Linked DNA regions of Mus musculus: region 2 is linked to region 1. Evidence: chromatin contacts called from public Hi-C data. All regions are on one chromosome and are shown on one strand. Each heading gives the region's core, a stretch centred on a gene start, on an enhancer-like site or on the middle of the called end of the contact. The rest is flanking DNA. Distances are from core to core; before and after follow the strand shown. Region 1 overlaps Pxdc1 (PX domain containing 1). Region 2 has its middle 60 kb from the start of Fam50b.

Region 1 (7,933 bases), core at 2,566-5,065:
CCACCGCAGGGGATCTTACACCCTGTTCTACTTCCACTGCCATTTGTGTGTGTGTGTGACATGGGTCGCAGCAGAACCATACATTACTGGCTGGCTTCTCAGGGGAAGGTTAGTCCAGGACCTTACAGGTTAGCACTCGACACACAAGGCTGAGCAGGTGCTAAATCTCCCTTATCTGGGGCTTTGTTTCCCATTCTTTCAGGTCAGAGATTCTCAAAATAAACAATTCCTATGCCTCGAATTGCTTTCCATTCTAGGGAGCACAACGTTAAGCCACCCCATCCCACCCTTTTTTCCCTGGGAGGAGACTGGTTCCTTTGTCTCGGGTCTCCGCACTGTATATGCCACCTGACTGCCAATCATTAGCAGCAGTCTCAATTATCAGGTCTCTCCTGTTTGGGTATCTCAGTGCTCAGGGTTCTATAAGCCCACTTTTGCTTAATCCTGGTCATAAAATGGGAGATGCACGCAAAGAGATGCTATGAAGCCCTGCTTTGAGAGAAGAGGTGGATAGTCGCACTTAAATGAGGAAGCCAAAACCCACAAATGCAGGCAAAGGGGTCTGCAGTCTACAGTAGAGGATATCATGTGTCTATGAAGTTGTGAAGATGAAATTCATGGTAGCTTTCCCATCTCAGTTTAAACAGCAAAAGCGACAGCCATGGGTACGGCTGTGATTTGGACTGAACCAGGATGGAAAAGGATTTGTTTTCTTGGGTCCGGCTCTATCTGTGGTTTCAAGAATTCACGGGAGACACTGAGATGTGTCTTCCTTAAGAATTAAGGACATTTTGCTGTGAAACGTGGCACTGGGGTGGTGTTTTCATCGAGGGACACCTGTTGTGTATTTGTTACATATTTCGTCATAGGCTGCTCACCCAACTGACCTGGCCGTTTCTGTCTCTGTTCTAGGACTGCTCGCCATCAAGGGTGCACATGACATAGAGACCAGGCTCAATGAGGTCGAGAAGCTGCTGGAGACGGTCATCAGCATGCCGTGTAAGGTGAGCAGGGAGGCCAGAGTGGCCCATCACCACCAGCCTTAAAGACGGCTGCGGGCATCTCACTCAGTGTTTCATTCCCAGAAGTCCTGAAGGGCGATAGAGGGAAGGGAGAAGTCTGTGGGACTCCCCGCTGGAGTCCTTTCTCTTCAGGGAACAGAGTGGAAGGAGAGCCATGAGGTCTGAAGCAGGAGGGGCCAGAGGCTTCTCCAGAAGCAGCGGCCTTTGCTCTCTTCCCTCCCCTCGGATCCCTCTTCTTGCTTAGGTTTAGAATAGGCATCAGCAAGCCCAGGGCAGTGTCAGCATCCACGCTGGCAGCTCGGTGTTCAGTTACATTTCTGAACTGTGAGCTTGATGCAGGAAATAAGAACCTGGAGGGTCAGGCAGAACTCCTTAGCTCTTAAAGGTTCTTAAAGGAAAATTGGGCACGTAGAAGCCACCCAACAGATAGTAAAGGAGAGCTGAGAGTGATATGCCAGCTCTGTGCCAAGCATTCCGCCGAGCCACCCGCCCTAGCAAGAGGCCCTGCCCGTAGCCACCTCGAAACAAAGAAGCTACAGTGATCCAGTCACTGGGCACAGGCCATGAAGCAGCCCCTGCACGGGTCTGGGACAGCCTCCTGAGCGTCACATCAGTTGGGGTCACCTCTGTGCAGAAACACCACCCCAGCAAACACGGGAGACCTGCGGTGGAGAGCTTTATCAGTAATCACTGTGTTTATTCCCAGTATTCCAGGTCTGAGGTTGTTCTCACCTTCTTTGAAAGATCGCCTTTGGATCAGGTGTTAAAAAATGATAATGTCCATAAGATCCAACCCAGCTTTCAAAGTCCTGTTAAAATATCAGGTAAGAGCCTCGATGAAGGTGTGGGAGGACTGTGGTGAAGGCGTGGGAGGATTGTGATGAAGGTGAGGGAGGACTGTGGTGAAGGCATGGGAGGACTGTGATGAAGGTGAGGGAGGACTGTGGTGAAGGCATGGGAGGACTGTGATGAAGGTGAGGGAGGACTGTGGTGAAGGCATGGGAGGACTGTGATGAAGGCGTGGGAGGACTGTGGTAAAGGTGTGGGAGGACTGTGGTGAAGGCGAGGGAGGACTGTGGTGAAGGCATGGGAGGACTGTGATGAAGGTGAGGGAGGACTGTGGTGAAGGCATGGGAGGACTGTGATGAAGGTGAGGGAGGACTGTGGTGAAGGCATGGGAGGACTGTGATGAAGGTGTGGGAGGACTGTGGTGAAGGCATGGGAGGACTGTGATGAAGGTGAGGGAGGACTGTGGTGAAGGCATGGGAGGATTGTGATGAAGGTGAGGGAGGACTGTGGTGAAGGCGTGGGAGGATTGTGCTTAGTGGCTGTGGTTTCAAGGCCCTTTCCAGTGTGTCTATGGGGTGGGTGGACTCAGCCTCTACCACTGACTGGGCTCTAGAAAGGTCACTTCCCTGGCTCAGAAAAATGATCGCTGAATCCTTACTAAGCAGCGTTAAGTACCTTCTACTTGGTGACTGCCAAGTGTGTTATTTTTACTTCCAAAGGAGTTAATTTGACATATTAGTTAGAATACTTAAGAAAGAATATAATGACGATGAAAATATTAGGGAGGCATTCTTTTAAACAATATTTATTATTTTAGTTTTGTGTCTGTATATGTGTTTTGTCTGCACGTCTGTAGCATGTATATTTACATGTGTGTGCCTGGTGTCCACAGAGGCTAAAGAAGGCACTGGAGCTCTCAGAACTGGAGTGGTAGACGGTTGTGAGCCACCAGGTGGGTGCTGGGAACTGAGTGTGGGTCTTCTGGAAGAACATCAAGTATTCTTAACTGCTGAGCGTATCTTCAGCCCCAGGAAAGCATTTCTGAGGTAATGACTGGAGTCAGTGGCCGACCTGCGGAAGTGAGGGAGCCCCTTTGAGGAGGTGTTGAATTTGGCTGTTGGCTTTAGGGAAGCTTTTAGCTTTGGTATTGTTGGCATTGACATTGTACTGAGCCTTCTAGCACTGAAAGTCAGCCACTGTAAGGGGAAGTCAACACCGTGAGGCCTACAGAGGAAGGAAGGGGCCCCATGGCCTGCTTGCTGTTTTCCTAAAAGCTGGCTATACTTGTCCAGATAATTGTTTTATTTTTTATTTTTTTATTTTTTCATTTCTTTGGGAGGCTAACCTTTAACTTACTATTTAGCGCAGGCTGGCCTTGAACTTACAACAGTCCTCCCTAACTATGTCAACCTCCTCAGTATTGGAATTATAGGCATACACCACTTGCGGGAGAACCCACGACCGTGAGTGCACAGGGTGGGTGGTCCATATGGGCTGTTCATTGTGTAGCAACTTCCTGGTTATCTTAGAGGAGAGCAGGCAGTTTAAGGGCCTAGGGGTCTTTTTTAAACTGGCATCTGAGCTCTAGAACCTTCTATTCAGCTGATTGCATGTAGTGAGGCAGTTTGTCTGGGTTGTCTGAACAATGGATGACTTTTGATCTTGTCATATCATATCCAGATCTTGGGGCTCCTCCACTGGACTCTGGTTATTGTTTGTGTTGTGACCCTCAAGGGTCACCAAGGCAAACCCTCCCTCCCACTTCATTCCCTCCAAGTCTTTCCATTTAAGAAACAGATGGCGATGGTGAAGACCTACACCGACCTTTCTCTTCTTCTCTTGGGGGATTTCTTCCTGCACTCTGGCATTTGGAGAGCCGGTGGGTGCCATGGAGTTGCCACAGATTCCCCTATCTGGGGATGCTGATTTATGGAGCCTGGGACTTGAGAGGCCTGTTTTTTCTCTTTGGATGTTGAGGCTGTAGGTGGTGAGGGCTCCACCAGATGGCAGCAGGCACTGGTTGTACTGAAGAAATCCTGTCAATATTCTAGTGCTTTGGCAAGGATAGCCACTCAGACTTAAGCATTCATTTCCTGTGTTGATCTAAATGTTTATCAAACCCAAGAGCACACGGATGCGGTGCAGCCATGACTACGTAGCACTAAGGAAACAGAGGTCTCAGGTCTCAGCTTCTCTGGGATATGCTAGTAGAACCCGTAGATTTCATCCACAGAAGTAAGTTGTTCCCATCAAGGTTTGATAGGGAATACTTTTTGTTGTTGTTCATTAATCCAGTATCCATTCGATCTTAGCCATAAGCTTTACTATATAGAGATAGACAGGTCATCTAGTTAACAAAAGGATATTGCTTAGGCTTTTGTTCTGTTGTTGGAGTAAACTGAAAATATAATGCTAGGGAGGACTTAGAAAGGAGGAAGGCGGTACTGTGAATGCTTCCGAGGCTGGTTAAAGACCTGCAGAAGAAAGGAATCAGGAAATTGATGACCTGAAGGGTTAATGACAGTTAGGAAAATCACCATTACAACACCATGTACACTAACTGGGAAATATTGCAAATTTTTTCCAGTGATGGAGATAAGCTAAGACCAATGGGGGAAGTTCAAGGAAAAACAGGGTTGTTTGCACAGTATTAAGACCTTGTTCTCTGAGATATTTGATAATGGCAAAGAGAAAGCAACCTACCCATCCCGGTTTAGCATCGCCAGTAGGCCTGTGCACACTGTTGCAACACACACATGCACACACGCATGCCCCATACTTCCACAGAGGGGCACTCAACATGCCTTGTGGGATTCTGCCCAGTGACATATCATCACCGAGTTTTAGCCACCTGGATATCCAGCTCCAAGGAAGAGTTGTGAAGTCGCTCACCTGAATTCCTCACAAGGCCTGCATGAGAAACACGGACAGACCAAAGCCATCAGAGTCAAGGAGATCCCGACAGCTCAGTGTAGCCAAGTTCTGGACTGCATCTGTAGCAGAAGAAAGTAGCAGTAGTGAGGCACTAGAGAAACCCCAATGAAGGGGCTTTACACTCAGTAGCATCATCCACTGGGTATTCCCTGAATGTGATGAGGGACCTTAACTGTACGAAGTATTGACAATAGGGGGGCTGCTATGGGTCATGTGGGAGTCCTGTCTGTGCCTTCATGGCTTACCTACAATTCTAAAATTAACTATAAATTAAGCATTACAGAATAGGAACATAGGAACATGAAAGCATCTTGCGGTCTAGAGAATGGCTCAGAGGCAGAACCATGCCTAGCAAGGCGAGACCTTGAGTTTGATCCTTGCACAGGGTGTGGGGTTAACCTGAAAATGAACTGTTTTCTAGAGTTAGGGATGTGGCCTAAAAAATTAAACCAGCTAGTGATTTTTTTTGCTGTGGGTTCTAAACTGACATGTGAGGAATTCGTATTTTAAGTTTGTTTGAAAATGGGCTGCAGGCACTGTAATATTTCTTTAATTATAACACTTTCTTCAGTTTCTTAATTATTATTCTTGTGTGACAACAGGTGGAAAATCATGAGCAAGTGTCATGGTAATAATGAGTATTATTTGAGACTTAAGTGTTTGTTAGAGTCTTCAGACAATCTTCCTGTTTAATGCAGCTGAGCCCTGTATAGAGGACAACCAAGCAGAACTAACCTGTTCTCCAGGCACAGGTAGCAGGAACAAGGTTGGAAACAGCTGTACTTGGGGTCAGTGTGCATACGTGCTAATGTCGTGGCTTACCAGCAGCACAGCAGTCTGCAGTCCCATAATATGAACATCAACAAGGCCTTACTGAGCTTGAAGGTACAAGTTCTTTGTCCACGTCACTTCCGTTGGTTACTCTCCTCATTACTGTCACTAAAGACACAGCTTAAAGGAGAAAGGGTTTATTTTGACTTCCAGTTTAGAAGGGATACAGCCCATCGTATAGAGGAAGGCATGGTTGTGGGGGTGTGAGACAGCTGGTCACATTGTAGCTGCAGTCAAGAGGCAGAGTAGACAGGAAGTTGGGCCAGGCTATGAAACTACAAACCCACCCCTAAGTGACTCACCCCAGTGAGGATCCCCTCCTAAAGGTACCCCAATCTTCCAAAGCAGCACGACTGGCTGGGGATTAAGTGTTCAAACACACAAACCTACAGGGGACATTTCACCCTCAAGTCACTGCACCACCCTCCAGTAGAGACTGATCCAAGAGTAACTTCCCATTCAGGAGGTTGTTGATCAGTGTGTAGATGGCGACTGGGGAGGGCAGTGCTGCAGGACTATTAGCAAAGTGGTCGTTTTAAACTGATGGCCCCTGCAGGTAGACACACGATAAGCTCAGGCTTTCCTTGTTGTAAATTTTGGATAACCCTTCTTAGGTTTTTAAGTGATGACTCTTCTTAAGGTATTGCTTTTAAGTGAATGGAAGAAATGAAAATATAAACTGTCACAGAATCTTTGCTCCAGTGTTAGCTAGCTCAGGCATAGGGAGAGCCGTGTGTGTCGGGCTAGGCTTTGAGCCTGCTGTGGTACCTGCTTTTGTGTTCGTGATTCTTGGTGAGCCATCCGTTTCCAAGCTGGTTTGGAATGGATGCACTGATGGTTTATAGACTCCATCTGTGTGCTCAGGAGACTGCTGGTTCAGCGTGATGAGGGTAACCTAGGGATGCAGGAGGAACCCAGAGCTTCTGGGGACTATCTTTGGTGAAATACCAGCATTTTGACCAATATCCCTCAGTGGCCTGGATCTAGGACTTTGAGAGATTGGAGACCAATATACTTTAGTGTCCTCAGGGCTATACTGGCCTTAGGAACTCTTTGTCATAGACATCTGAGGAGTGACTTGTTCCAAATCTATTCTGGAAAGTCCAGTAAAGATTCCACATCTTTGACTCTGCAGTTCACATTTAGCAAAGATTAGGCATGCAGATAGCTTCAGGAGTTTGTACAGAAGTGTCTTGCATCCCAGGATTCATTCCCGATCCCGGATTCCCATGGTAGCTGGGAGGATAAGACTTGGGCTGTCAGTTAGCAGTGTGAAGGCTGTACTGGGGCTGCCTGTACTTCCTCAGACAGACAGATTTGGGTCACAGTTAATAAGAACAATAAAGAAAGTGGTTCTCTGCTGCCACACCCTCTGAGTGGGGAGGCGAGAGAATCGGAACTTGTGTGGGGTTCAGTGATTTTCAGTCTGACAGCTCACTTCCTGAGCATCTTTCCTTTGCTCTATGTACCCAGAAATGTAGCTGACCCGAGTTCCCAGACTCCTTTCTTATTGGTTTGCTGAGTCCCTCCCCGGTGCTGCACACCACTGGGTGGAGGAGCAGGGAAGAAGGCAGGGGAGGGAGCCAGAGCTGATATCCCATGAGTGTGACTGACTGAGGAAACATGCTGCAAGAGAGCCATGGCATATGCCAGCTCCTTCTCCAGAAGACCCATGACACGTGCTAGCCCCTTCCCCAGGAACCAGACATGCATTTCAGCAAGTCCTTAGCAAACTAATGAAAAAGTGAGAGTGAAGAAGAAACCTATTTTTCTTTATTTCTTTCTGGCTAGTTCCCTAAAAATTCTCTGCCTAAGAACAGAAGTTCTAAGAATGGAACCCCAAATGCCTAGGAAGGTGAAAAATAATCAGGAAGTGATCATTTTCATCACAAAAAAGCAAATTTATATACTCAGGAATAATTACACTGTGGTCCAGTGGGGAGAAGGCTAAGATGATTCTTTAGAGACAAAGGCGTCTGATGTCCAGTAACCCTTAGGATGGGGAGAGATGCTCTTATTGACTGTGTGGGCCTGCGGATGAGGAAAGGCTAAAGTCAAATGTGTCCCTAAGGTGAGGATGCAATCTTGCGGATTAAACATACCCAGAATGTGTGGTAAGTGTTAAGTGTAGGCAAGAGCCTTGCTTAGGAGGACTTCAGAGGTGGTCCTAAGCATGGAGCTCAGCTGCCTGAGAGCCAAGGACTGGAGATGAGTGAGGATCACAGAGAGGGAGAATTCAAGATGGCACCAAGCCTGATGATCTCTCGAGGGAAAGGAGATTCAGTTCCTTCTGAACTGTCAAGGCTATAGTAGGTTAAAAAAGAAGAGAGCCAAGCCACACGAGGTTCTTAAACAGT
Region 2 (7,933 bases), core at 3,754-6,253, 160 kb before region 1:
TTCTAGGGACAAAGGGTTAGGTAAGAGGAACAAGGGAAGAAAGGCCAGCCACACAAAATATGCCTGAGGAGCCACAGTAAAACTTCTAACATTGTATGTGAACTTAAAAGACAAAATTCTTTTAGAGGAAGTTTTATTGACATCAAGCCTGACATTGGGTCTTGTGAGATCACACAGGGAGGGACGCTGTGGTTAGGGGCAGAGTACTCACTCTCTCCAGCCTTTCTCCTCCTTCCTCAGGCAGCATGGTCTCCTCAAGCTGGATGCTTCCATCTCACAGCTATTTACATAATTAACATGCATGGCTATGTGCAGACTCACGGTGTTTTGAAGGAATTCTTCCAGCTATTAATTTACAGTACAGTTGTCCCTTGGTGTCTCTGGAAGATTTGAGTCCCAAGTCCTTACTTTGTATGGATAGGTGTTAATCCTCAGTTGTTGTCCATGTTGCTGTCATTACTGTTTTACACTTGGTGTGTGTGTGTGTGTGTGTGTGTGTGTGTGTGTGTGTGTGTGACATTGCACATACATAGAGGACAGAGGTGTTGGTTCTCCATTTCCTCCATGTGGGTCAAGTGGATTGAACTAAAGTTGTCAGGCTTGGTGGCTTTTTGCTAACTGAGGCATCTTACCAGTCTCTCCACATTAGTTCACTGCTTTGGCTAGCTAGACTGCCTGGCCAGCAAGCCTCAGGTATCCTCCTGTGTTGACCTCTTCAATGCTGACCGAATGCCAGCAGGATGCCATGCCCATCTATTTCAGTGGTAGCTGGGGACTCTGAATTTATCTCCTCATGCATGAGCAGCGAGCACTTTACAGACTGAGCCATCTTTCCAGCCGATTCTATACACTTTAAATGAGTTCTAGGTGCCTTATAATATCTGATACAAAGCATAAAAAGCATAAAATGGGAGCAGACAAATTTGCTGGGGGCGGGGAGAGAGAGAGAGAGAGAGAGAGAGAGAGAGAGAGAGAGAGAGAGAGAGAGAGAGAGAGAGAGAGGTCTATTTGTACACATATGCATGTGGAGGCCAAAGGCCAATGCCAAGTATCTTCCTTGATCTCTCTCCATTTCTTTTTTTAATAAAAGGCCTCTCTGAATCCAAAGGTCACTGATTCAGCAAGGCTAACTGGCCAGCAAAGATGCTTCTGCCTGCCTCCCTACTACTGGAGTTCTAAGCTCTGCATGGTCTTAGAACTCTAGTAGTGGGGAGGCAGGCAGAAGCACAGGCATGAACAACTCCATCTGTCTCTTTGTGTGGTTATGGAGGATTCTTGGGCTTACGTGGCACTCGCTTTACCAGTTCAGCAATCTTCTGAGATATGACTAGCTTCTTCTGGATATTTTGATAAGCAGTTGGCCATGTCTGAGGCTTTACTGGTAACTGTATTTTTATGGTCAGAATAGTTCACTAGGTAAGTGATCTGCTTGTGATTTCCTAGGGTTACAATTTCAAGCCATGCAGGGCTTAGAACTCCTGAGTTGTAAAATTGTTGCCTTCTCTCTGAAACCTGTAGCCTTAAACTTTGGTGTAGATAAAAATCCATCCACTACTCCTTCAAAATGCAGCTCTCCATAGTAGTGTGTCAAGGTGGGGTGTAGGTTGGGGCGGTTCCTGTCATTCTGGCTCAGTGATTCTGGAATGGGACCTGGAGATCCTGTCTCCCCCAGAAGTCCGAGTGGTTTCCACTGGGCAATGCAGGAAGCACACTCTAGAGCAGCCTTGTGCTCTAAGTTTGGAGCTTTAATCCATTAGTGCTGGGGTACCAGAACACTAGAGATTGAGTCATTTGCAAATGATATGAAAGTTCTTCTCAGAGTTCAGGAGGCTGGGAAGCCCAAGTTCAGGGCACTGATAGGTTTGGTGCCTGATGAAAGTTATTCTGCGCTTCCAAGGTTGTACATACTTACCCATGCTCCGCAAAGGGCAAACCCTGTGTCCTCTTGTGATAGAAGGCACAGAAGAATAAGACAATGTAGGGGGCGAACTCCCTGCCTCTAGCCCTTTAATAAATCCTGTCCACAGCCCCTAGCCCCCATGGTCTAATTTCTTGCTGGGTGCCTGACCTCTCAATAGTGTACCATCAGAGATTTTTAGCATGAGTTTCAGATGGACACAAATACCCAGAATACAGTTCTTGATCATTCTAGTTTCTTCATTTTTTTCAACACACTAGCAGAACTATACGAACTGAAAGTGTGCTGTTTCTTTGTTCCCTCTCAGTATCCGTGTGTCTGGGGTCAGGACGGAACATCACAGACTGGAAACCTCAAACATTAGGTCTTTACTTCCCCATCCTCCTGGGGGTCTGGCCACTCAAGGTCAAGGTGTAGACAGGGCTACTTGTCCCAAGGTTTGTCTCCTTGGAGAATCTTGAAAAGACCTTTGTTGCAGTAAATGTTATTTGGGAGTTTCTACCCTACCTTAGATCATTTGGCTTCTGAATAAAAGACAGATACCAACCCTCTTTGCTAGTTTGTCTACTTTCTTGTCAGTCACCCTGAGATATCATTTGCCATGTTCCACCTGGGCCACTCCCATTCCTCCAACGGGCCGACCCTCATGGCTGTGCACTCACAATCCACCACCCCCATGGCACCTTTCTCCTTTGGAGATTACTTTTAATGTGGCTCGACCTCCCCATACAGTCACATGACTCCCCTCCTAGTGTGTCTGTGTCCTGGTCCTCTCATCTTATAAGGATCCAGTCACCTTAATGACTTCAATCAACCTACCTCTTTAGTGACCCAAACCAACAACCCCTTTAAAGCCCCTATCTCTAAAGCAGCCTCATTCTGAGAGACTAGAAGTTATAGCTTCTAGCCAGACCTTTGGTGACGGTGTGTCACAGCTCTGTCAATTACATGCTATGACAGGACGTTCAGGAAGAGGTCTCTTCCAGGGCAGCTGAGGCCTTGGCTTTGGGATCCTGGTAAAGGTACCTCGGTCATTTCTGTCATAATATCCTAATAGCCTAAGAAACATGAACTAAAGATATTAAAAATTATAGCCATGAGTGACGTCAGGCAGCACAGAGGGCCTTGGTGGGACAGGAAGAGGAAACAGAGAGACGGCTACTTCCTTCCAGAAATGCCTGTAGACTAAGGATTGAGAGGGGCTCCAGCAGGGTTGTGGTCCCACAGCCTTACCTCTAATTCCAAGTTGTGTGCACATTGTGGCGACTTCCTGAGCTGAGTCGCTATGATTTTGAGGCTTTTTGTTTGTTTGTTTGTTTTTTGTTTGTTTGCTTTTCTATTTCACTGCAAGAAAAGTAGTTTAAAAGGATTTTGTCAATCCATAGACTTCTGGAGAATGTGGTAACACTTGGCCTCTATAATTTACCCTTCCCCAGGTCTGCTTCAGGGTAAAGCACAATGTCTCCCTCAAAGTCCACTGCCTGTGTATTAGGTACAGGGAAGTAACAGCAGCGAAACTTACCACCAATTATTGTGAACTTACTTATGTTGCCAGGCACTGTAATCAACCCATCTTATATCTTATATTACAATCTGTGTGGTCTGTGTCATTTCATGGGTAAGGATGCCTCCATTTAATATTTAACTGAAGCCATTAAGGTAGTGGCTAGGAGATGAGGCCTTAAGGAGTACACAGGTCTTAAGGGTGAGGCCCCAAAGGGTTCTACAGACCTTTTTTTCATATGCAAAGATACAGTGAGAAGCCAGCAGTGCTGGTCATCTCTGCTGCTCTTCTCCACTCTCCAGAAGCAAGAGAAAGAAGTCTCTGTTGTTAGAAGCTGCCACAAGATGCCTGGCTCAAATCCTCTCCTAGACGGAACCTTGCCCAAGGAAAGTGCGGCTAATGAGGCAGAGCAGGGATTCAAAAACCCAGTTCCCAAAGTACCCTGAGGACACCTGCTTATAGCTTGCTGACACTCGCACCCAGCACTGCAGGCAGAGTTGCCACAGCACTGCTCGGCATCTTCACTGGGTGGCTACATTCCTGAGAGTTAACTTCTGGAATTCAGCACTGCCTCCTCATGGTCTCCATTGGCCAGACTACCTATCTTAGACCCAAATAACACTGCCTTAAAGGAGAGGTATTTTATTCTTTCTCTTCTTAAGATAACATTGAAACAGTAAGTCAGAAGACAGATTCTACCAAAGTCCTTACTTTCAGATGTAGTACAGAACATCCATTATCCTTATACACAACAACGAAACCATCCGAGATTCTGGTTTCAGGGCCAGGCAGGAAGACCGACCATGTAAGCGAGGAACATGGAGTTTATGAGCTCATCCCAGGACAGAATCCAGGAAAGAGTTTGAAGGATGGTCTGCGGGGCTCTCTAATCTACCCCACGTAGACTCATCTGTGACCTGACCTAGATGCACACACCAGCTTCTTCCTGTCTAGCAAATCTGTGCTGGAGTTTCTGTCACCTTTGTTCATCAAGCAGGTTCTTATATAATTTTGTGTTTCATTTTGTGCTCTTGTTGTTCCCTGAGTTGCCCTGTAAACATTCCTATTGGAAAATTCCAATCTGTCTCAGATGAAGTAAGAGGAAAAGCCATGTGTCCACACCCAAGCCAGCCCAGCCAAGGAGAGCAGAGGGCCCTTCCAGAACTGGCTTTGTCAACGCGGCCACTGTGTGGCTCTAGCTGGAACTCATTGGGAGCCTGGGGAGGCTTTGAGGGGGTTGGACATTTGGTCTCAGAGGCTCTGGAGACTTTCATACATGGTGGCAATTGTTGTTCTATAGAACCCAGACCTTCTCTCTAAACCTCCAACATTTTTGTTCTTGTTGCTGCGTGTTTGAAATCACAATACTTACTCAGCTTCATATCTGTCTCTGACTCCTTACGACTCAGGACTTCAAAGCATAAGCAAGACTGCTCATTTCAGCATCTCCAGTGCCAAGGTAGAGAGAAACATACAATCAAAAATGAATGTGTTATTTTGTAAATAAATAGTGTGACATTGGGCTCTTAAATTTTTGTTGTTGTTTAAGCTCCAAAAGAATGTTGAGAATTATTCTTTCACAATGTGTTGCTTGGATCCAAGTAAGTGAGAAGGGATGTTGGGGGGGTGGTGCCCTACTGCCACTGAGAAATAGCCTCTCCACCAGGTGGCGCTCACCTCTTGGTTCCTGCCATTAAAAAAAAAAAAAAAAAAAAAAAAGCTGTCACTTCAAAATCACTCCAGAACAACTAGGGTGTTGACTTCCTTGAAACCCAATTTGTAAGTTCTGAGCCTGTCTTAGAGATGTGACTACTTTGTTTCCCTGGGGACAGGGACCTGGTGAGGCTAGACACCTTTGACGCTGGAGTCTGGTGAGCCTGTAGAGGGGATGTGACACACATCTTCCTAAGTGGGTCCTGGCATACGTGCTTAGGACAGTGACAAGTGTGACTGGTTTGAGTAGCTTGATCTGTTGCATATTTTGGCCTTGGCAGTAGGACTGATCAGCTTTTGTGTTCCTGCAGTGGCCCATTGACACCCTGACCTGGTCTCTGTAAACATGAGTTTTGTACTGAAGAGAGGAAATTTACAGAGGAAAGATTTTTGGTCTATGGAATTTGTGAAAAAAAAAAAAGTTAAAAAACAAAACAAACAAGAAAACTCCAGACAAGTGTCCCACATGAGCCATGAGGAGAATCCTTGAATAATCTTTTCTGTTTTTTTCCCTTCCCTTTGATTGCTTACGGGCTGGTGCACTTTCTCTTAGACTGGTGCTGTTATCAGAAATCAGTCTCCTTCAATACGATCTCCCAATGTGCCTCCACACTCGATTACAGCACACGAGGAAAACCCCAAGGATGTTAATTTGGACCATTGACAGATCTCTGGAATCTTTGGGTCACCTCAGTTCTCACCAGCTTTGAGACATCATGCAGTGGGCAGTCTCCCCACTTCCTCCTTTCATACCACAAGGCCAGGTCCTCAGAGGCTGGACACGGCTCGTTTTCTTGAGGGAGCACTTTCATTTCCTATGATGCCTACAGAGGAGACGATCCCAAAGTTCAAAATAAGCAGTTTTAAGTGGTTTGTAATATTTTCAAGTGTTGCCACTAAATGACATGAACCTGTTATGTGTCTGCAGCGCTGGACAGTAAGTGTGTACTTCCACCCAAGTTAGTCCTGCTGACAGCCCTCTTGTGCCTGTTCTGGAGAGAAAAAATGAAGATTTGAGAAGGCAGTGATTTATTACAAAGTCACGAGGCCAGTATGTCTCAGACTGGTATTAAAGCCTCTGTGACAGTCACTCTGTGTCCGTTGCTAGTTCTGGGTGCCAGGCCCTGCCCTGGATATTAGGAACACAGCAGGAAACAGCATCTACCAAAGCTTCACCCTCATGATGCTTACAGTCCAGTGGGAAGTGGGAATAGGCACGTGTGGTGTGAAATGGTGTGCCAAGAGGTTGTGAGATCTCAGGGTAAAGAAAGTAGGTAGGCGGCCACCCAGGGGCTCGAGAGGCTTGCCTGACTGGTGCTGCAGCTTCTGCTTATGAGGTGGAAGTCATTATTTCATACAGTGATGCTTGCTCCCCTCTCTAAGGTTTTACCTGCCTTGGTATAAGTTATGTAAAATCCACAGTACACAGAAAACAGTGAAGGAAAATCCCAGAGAGAACAAAATTCCACAGAAATTTTTTAGTGGCAATCTATTTATTAAGATTGTTCTGCCATTAGATGTTATTGGTAACCCTTGATCTTTGTCTGGCTTATAAACTAAGCTTGATTGCAGCCGTGTACAACAGGAGACAAAATAGCATGTGCAGGACTTAAAACTGCCTGATGTTTCAAGAGCAATTAGGGCCATTTCTGCGTGGATGAAGAATGGTAAATATATTACTATAGCTACCATGGTCCCCCATCACACTAACCTGAGTAGGGAAACATGTCTGGTCTACTGTGCTTAATAATATCAACATACAGAAGAAGGATCTTCAGTACTTGAGCATGTGGTGAGTTCTTTAGAGTTAACCAACCCAGGAGAATCCTTCTGCAACGTCCCAGTGGTTAATTCCCTTTCACAGAAGGGCTGCACTTCCTCATAGTGTTGCTCTATAGATGCGGTATAGCTTTAAACAGACGCTAGGGCTGCATTTGAATGGAGGTATGAACATGGGGATTGATTCATGCATACTTATGGAGGAAGAGCTTGAAGCAGAGGAGAAAGCCATGCAAAGGCCTGCTAGGGGTCAGGCCTGATATACCCCTGGGAAATACTGCTGTCTGCGCTGACCTCTCTCTCCAGTCTTCAGGCACGTGGCTTATGACAGCCTGCTCTGCAGGTGCTAGATCAAATCAGAGCCTGGACTCTTGTGCTACGCTCGCATACTAAATATGTTAACCCACACAACCATCTAATAATGTTTAATACTTTTTAAGGGAGGCCTTTGATTATTCTTTTGTTTTATTAGCAAAATAAAATTATTCCATAATAAACATTTAGAGTAGCTTTTATAAATATAATCATTTGATTTTTTTAAACTGTCTGATTAACAAATAAATCTTCCCAAAGACTTCCTGAAATGTGATTTAAAAGTCTTGAGGTATGATACATTTTCCTAAAATGTCAATGTAAGGTCCCTGTCCTAAATATCCAAATATTTAACTATTCAATCGTACTTTTTTTTTTTTTTAAGATTTATTTATTTATTTATTTATTATATGTAAGTACACTGTAGCTGTCTTCAGACGCACCAGAAGAGGGCATCAGATCTCATTACGGGTGGTTGTGAGCCACCATGTGGTTGCTGGGATTTGAACTTCGGACCTTCGGAAGAGCAGTCGGGTACTCTTACCCACTGAGCCATCTCACCAGCCCTCAATCGTACTTTTTAAATTGCATGTTTGATCTGACAAGCTAGCATCCCTTTCCAGCATCCTTCCCCACCAAGTCCACTTAAACATAGCAAACACAAGAAAAAGATTAAATATCCATAAGTTATTGTCTAACCCTGACAC

The links. Hi-C and Micro-C count contacts between places; a contact is called where the count stands out from the background.
Region 2: a Hi-C map of liver shows a contact between it and region 1, with 2.3 times the contacts expected there. The contact joins two enhancer-like sites. A contact is called at or near these places in 3 of 39 promoter capture datasets (cancer-associated fibroblasts and liver), 5 of 15 datasets of contacts at CTCF or cohesin (the NIH/3T3 cell line, large pre-B cells, liver and 2 more), 178 of 484 Hi-C or Micro-C datasets (the 3T3-L1 cell line, the 4T1 cell line, the 63-12 cell line and 104 more), 14 of 115 datasets of contacts at active chromatin or transcription factors (the 230-238 cell line, PVALB interneurons, Th17 cells and 9 more) and 3 of 9 other capture datasets (adipose tissue, liver and pancreatic islet).

What each region holds. Positions count from the first base shown.
Region 1 is chr13:34,632,078-34,640,010 of GRCm38.p6, reverse strand. Pxdc1 (PX domain containing 1) reads left to right here. Exons shown (of 5, transcript NM_025831.3): 2 at 913-1,004; 3 at 1,729-1,846. Among named protein-coding and RNA genes, the nearest start is that of Pxdc1, 17 kb to the left of the region's middle. Within about 2 kb of position 3,815, at least 17 of the 459 cell types and tissues checked have an H3K27ac peak or open chromatin away from gene starts, as enhancers often do. A contact at or near this core is called in group 2 innate lymphoid cells, hepatocytes, liver and 1 more, where this site is marked.
Region 2 is chr13:34,791,216-34,799,148 of GRCm38.p6, reverse strand. No RefSeq gene overlaps it. Among named protein-coding and RNA genes, the nearest start is that of Fam50b, 60 kb to the right of the region's middle. Within about 2 kb of position 5,003, at least 32 of the 459 cell types and tissues checked have an H3K27ac peak or open chromatin away from gene starts, as enhancers often do. A contact at or near this core is called in group 2 innate lymphoid cells, hepatocytes, liver and 1 more, where this site is marked.